Regions from separate parts of the Zea mays genome. Here region 2 is linked to region 1. A link is a contact called in public Hi-C data. All regions are on one chromosome and are shown on one strand. Each heading gives the region's core, a stretch centred on a gene start, on an enhancer-like site or on the middle of the called end of the contact. The rest is flanking DNA. Distances are from core to core; before and after follow the strand shown. Region 1 holds the start of LOC100217270. Region 2 has its middle 8.3 kb from the start of LOC100274409.

Evidence for each region. Hi-C and Micro-C count contacts between places; a contact is called where the count stands out from the background.
Region 2: a contact with region 1 is called in a Hi-C map of leaf, with 6 times the contacts expected there. The contact joins the enhancer-like site here to the promoter of LOC100217270 in region 1. A contact is called at or near these places in 13 of 25 Hi-C or Micro-C datasets (bundle sheath, ear, endosperm and 4 more) and 1 of 3 datasets of contacts at active chromatin or transcription factors (seedling).

The regions. Positions count from the first base shown.
Region 1 is chr1:278,288,480-278,291,179 of Zm-B73-REFERENCE-NAM-5.0, forward strand. It overlaps LOC100217270, which reads right to left and starts at 1,402. Exons shown (of 3, transcript NM_001143622.2): 1 at 878-1,402; 2 at 612-772; 3 at 1-389. The coding sequence starts at 1,189.
Region 2 is chr1:278,427,218-278,429,917 of Zm-B73-REFERENCE-NAM-5.0, forward strand. No RefSeq gene overlaps it. Among protein-coding and RNA genes, the nearest start is that of LOC100274409, 8.3 kb to the right of the region's middle. Within about 2 kb of position 1,319, at least 18 of the 20 cell types and tissues checked have an H3K27ac peak or open chromatin away from gene starts, as enhancers often do. A contact at or near this core is called in bundle sheath, ear, endosperm and 3 more, where this site is marked.

The DNA of each region.
Region 1 (2,700 bases), core at 152-2,651:
ACAGGCTGTACACCACGTGCACGCGGTCCGACAGCGGCCCAACGCCGACGACGCCGTCGTCCGTGGCGGCGCGCGCGGCCACCACCTCGAGGACGCTCACGAAGCCCGGGTCCGCGAAGACCGTGCCCGAGTATATCTCGTCGCTCACCAGGTGGATGCCCTTGGCGGCCACGAAGTCCACCAGCATCTCCAGGTCGGCGCGCGGCGACGTGGTGCCCAGCGGGTTGGAAGGGTTGGTGATGAGCACGCCCTTGACGCGCAGCCGCAGCTTCTGCGCGCGCCGGTACGCGTCGTCCAGCGCGGCGCGCGTCAGCCGGAAGCCGTTGCCGCTCGTGCAGTGCACGGGGACGATCTCCGCGCCGGTGCGCCACTTGAGGTCACGGTCGAACCTGCAGACAAGAGCAAGCAGGCCCAGTCAGCAGCCGTTCCCATCCATCGTTCGTCATGTCATCGTGTGCTGTGGTGGGCCTAGCTATTAGTGTACTACTACTACTTTAATAGCAGTAACGTGCATCGCGGCGACACCCAGACGCCGCCCCGCCGCCACTTGCACGTTCCCTACTGCAAGTACTTGCGGCGACGAGTAAGTACAAGGCAACACACACACATACCCTGGGTAGTATGGCGTGGGGATGAGAAAGGCGTCTCCGTGGTCGGCGAGGCAGAACATGAGGGCCTCGTTGGCCGAGGTGGCTCCGGCGGTGAGCACGATGTTGCTGGGGTCGAAGGTCACCCGGTACCCACGTTGCTCCGACATGAACCTCGCCAATGCCTGCGGGAATCACGCATTCATGTGCGCGAGAGAGGTCAGACTGGTTCGGCATGCCGTGGCTGGCTGCCTGCCTGCCTGGGAATGAGTAAGCTAGCAGGCACTCACATTCTTGAAGGCCGGCATGCCGTGGTAGTCCTGGAAGAGCGCGAGCTCGCGGAATACAGAGGCGCCTCCCCGGCGGAGGCCGAGCGCGTCCGGGTTGGCCTCCAGCCACGCCTCCAGCAGGTCGAAGGACAGCTGGTTCTCGGCGAGGCCCATCTGGATGATGCCGCCGGGGTTGGCGACGGGGTCGTATGGGTTTTTCTCATACTCCTCCCACCCCAGGAAGTAGGACGAGTCCTGGCCGTGGCTGTTGCAGGCGGCCTTCTTGGACAGCAGCTGCGGCTGCGGCTTCTCGTCGGCGATCATGCTCACCATGCTGCCACGTCACTCACGTAGCTTTGGCGCGCGCGCGTTTCTGGCTGGGTCGTTCGTTTGAAACTGGGGGGCGGCGTCAGGCACAGACACACAGTGTGTGTGTGTGTGTGTGGTGACTGGCGAGCGAGCGAGCGAGCTAGCTAGCGAGAGACAACAGAGATGGCCAGTTGGCGAAGGAGGGAGAGAGAGGCAGAGGAATGAAGCTAGCTGTTGATCAGCTGGTGGTTTTGGTGACCCCAAAACGCGTCTATATATAGCAGCAGCTAGCAGCAGGTGCCGAGCTCAGAAGCCTGCAGCACAAGTGCGAGAGTGCGGTGCTGGACAGGGACAGGGACCGCGGATTTTTCCTTTTATTGCTGAATTTCAGTTGAGGAACAGAGGACTCGTTCAGGGAGGTGTTAACATCGCGGGTTCAGCATGCGGACAACGCGGCGAGAGCAGACTAGAGTACACAAGTTGTATTAGCCTATTATAGCAGATGACTGCCTGCGGGCTGGGGTCAAACAAGTAGGCTTATATCATTTGGAAGGGGAAGATACCCGTTTGGTACTCACCGCTCTCATATCCTTCTCCGACTGAAGCCTTTTAGAGCCTGTTTGCTTGCGACTGCGGCGTAGCTGTTTGTATAGTGCATGGCAGAGGTAATCTAATACATACATTAAAAAAAAGTCCCGTGATGATAATATATCATTACACTGAATAAGTTTAATGACATATGTGCCCTATACGTCATACTCAATGTTTTGATTTTTTTTGACATTGCTACAATATATATGACAGTAATGACACGGCTGGGTGTCGGAGCGAAGGCCGAACTCAACCTCGATCGGGTATTTCCCGACCACACTTAACCACGTTTGGACACATGGCCCGCAACGTCCGAAGACATCGTCTGAAATCGAAATGGGTGAAAGCATCTAGTGACAACGTAATGGGTGAAAAATATCGATAGAGATTAATGACAACGTAATATTATATGACTAACGTGTGTTTTGAAGAGCAAATGGCAAGTTAGGTCACATTGCATGAAGTTGCACTACAACGATAAAACAATCCCTCGGATGAGAACTTGAAGCGACGGCGGAAAAAGGCGAAACAAAAGATGAAGGACTTTATATTCTAAGTGTCGAAGGAGTTGTTGACACTTGGTATAAAGTTAGGACTTCTATTTTTATTTTAGCCGTACTATAAAGAGTGGTTGTGGATGAGTAGTTTGACCAAGAGAAATCTAATATAGTGTTGGTGTTCATACTCACAACTAGTGCTAGGTGTCACTCGATAACTCACTCACAAGTTAAAACGAAAACGGTTTAGAAAAATCTAAGGAAGAGAACTTTGACTTGCTGACCTAGGGGCATCAGACTGTTCGCTGTGCACCGGACTGTCTGGTGCTCCCCCTGACAGTGAGCACAAGAATGCCCCGAGAGCAACCCTCTGCCCCCGTAGAAACCCGAGAGCGCGCTGTTCGCTGGCTCGATATTTAGCCAGGCACCGGACTGTCACTGTTTACT
Region 2 (2,700 bases), core at 69-2,568, 140 kb after region 1:
TTGTTGCCTCGTTAAAAACCTTATGTGGGGAACTTCAGAAAAGCCACCTAGGGGAAAAGAGTACAACAGTTATCATCGGGACAGATTTCGATCATCTAGATCTGGATTCCATTGAATCTTCTACAAGGGCTAGCACTAGAAATGTGCTCCCTTTGATCCTTGCAAAATCGTCTCAATGTGGAAAAACACCTTTTCTATAAGTATATGCACACAGAGATTTAGCAAACGAATCACATATTGTTGCAAGGATTATTTCAGAAACTTCACCCCAACTCACTTCTAGAATACACAAGCCAAGTGCACATATCAACATAAAAAGTCACTTTGACTAACGATGTTTAATCGACTGGATCTACATATATCTAATAGAAACTTTCATAAAGGTTGACATATTGATCATCAAGCTGACACCTTCAGGGCATACAACATGATATTCAATGTCCCGCAATTGTGATTGATATTAAGCATTCGCTCCCGTGACAATGACATATGTCAAATTCATTATCCCTCGTAACTCAAACATATTCTTCAAAATATGTGTCTCATTGTTCATCAAGAAAATGAGGATGAATGAGGTTGGGATGTGGGGGATGAATATCTCCTGGGTCCCCGTTGTTGAGAAACCCTAATGAAGGGTTATGTGGGCAAATACCGAATATAGCCCTGAGGGCTATCGCGTCTCTATATATAGAACATGTACCCCTCATATGGAATGAAGAACAGAAAGAGGCCAGATGCCCAACCATATATCATGTGTCTCGTGTGTTTCCTCTGTCGTGCTTATGGGAAGGGAGACGGGTTATCTACAGTTTCTCGCGCCTCTACTGCTGACGGGAGGGAAGGGAGCGGATCTAGCGATCCGTGGTAACGTAGTTCTCAACACGTTATCAGCGCGCTCTACCTCGACGTTGCTGCGAGATCTGATCTGCGTCAACTCTTCGTCACGCCGGCAGGTCTCTGGCCTTGCCGAACTGTCCTACGCGACAGGCTTCGTTTCCATTCGCAGAATCAAGAAACATGGTATGAAATATATAGATCTACTATTCGTCTTAAAAAAACAGAACAGTGGTGACGACTCTGCTGGCCGCGCCGCGCGTACGACCTGATAGAGAGCCCGGAGCATATGAGCTCGATGTGACCCCGCGTCTCTTGCCTGCATCCTCACGCATGCAGCCGATCCTTGCGCCTGAAGCGGCTCTGGCCGTCATGCAAAGACTAGTCCGCGTGGGGAGAAAAGAACGGATCGTGTGGGCAGTTTCTGGCCGAGCAAGGCCACATGAACTCCACTAATTGGTCCAATATCATGTGTGGGGCCCAGTGACTTGCATGCTTGCATGCATTCTATCTTGATGGTGCGTGTGGCACATACATGCACGACTGCACTGCATGCAAGTCACGAGCGGGTCATCCGGCTAGATAAACAATGCGGCCCCATTTCCATTTCTTTGACCAGGCATGACGTGCGGCTGAAAAAAAAATCAAAAAATGAAACATATGCTATTAACTCTATTTATTCTATGTTGCAAATAAAAATAGAATAAAAACTTGTTTTATATTGCAGTTTCATCCATAATCAATTATTTCTTGCAGTAAATAATTAGTGGAAAAATGCATGTGAAGACTATGTTGAGCATTTTTATACGCTCTAAATATTTATGATGTGTTGAGCTTTTGGAGTCACGTCGAGTGATTAAATTGTATAATGGGTACTCAGACACGCCGATCAGGCTGCGTTGGTAATCGGCTGAGTTATGACATTAGTTGAATATTGACTGCGCCCTGGCAACACGACGCAATATTTGTGACGTTCGAACTTGGCTGCGTCATGTGATTGCTATGTCGCGCTCTCCATTAATCGGATCGCTCCCGGTGAGTTAGACCGTCATCGCTGAGTCGCGTATTTTTTGCATGCCTTGTAGGCACTGTCTGTCTGACGCAAGCCAAAATTGCGCCTGTTGCGCACGTTGCGTGGATTTATCGTGTACCCCAATTACCGAGCCATAACTGTGCCTGTTGCGCTTATTACGAAGGCTTGCTATATTGTCGTAGCCCTGATGGCCGCAACCGTGTTGCCGCCAGATACGCTGGAGCTTGTACTCGCGGAATGTGGTGGGTTATCCAAGCCCCTGAAGTCACAGCATAGTGCAACCTTCGTAAATAATTTCGTTTAGCTCTATATTTTGTTTGACATGTGTTGTGTGGCTTAATATATTTATATATATCGCCAAGTGGCCATAACAACTTTGACAAGCTCTATGGTGCTTGTAAGATCTGGGAAGTTAATGAAATACCTATGAAACACAAATAAATAATCTCTGCTCTCTCCTCATACATAAAGTTTTACCCGAAGTAACCCGAAGATATATAATATAATGCATGAAAGCCTTTTTGGCATAGAAGACATCACAAATTGAGATTTTATTAGTAAGCAATAAGACCTTGTCAGATGAATAAATGCTAGAATCTCAGTCATACATTGCTCAACCAGATGTTGGCACATTCCTATTTGTCGCTGAACGACATGAAGCGAACCTTGAGATAAATGGCTAGTACATTAGCAACACGAAGTTGCGAGTACATCGAAAGGTAATTCTGAGAATTTTTTCACAACGTTGGTGTGAAAAAACATTGTGTGTTCTCATCGAACCACTTTACTCGGGGTTTATGTAGCAGAACTACATTGTATTCCACCCCTTGGCA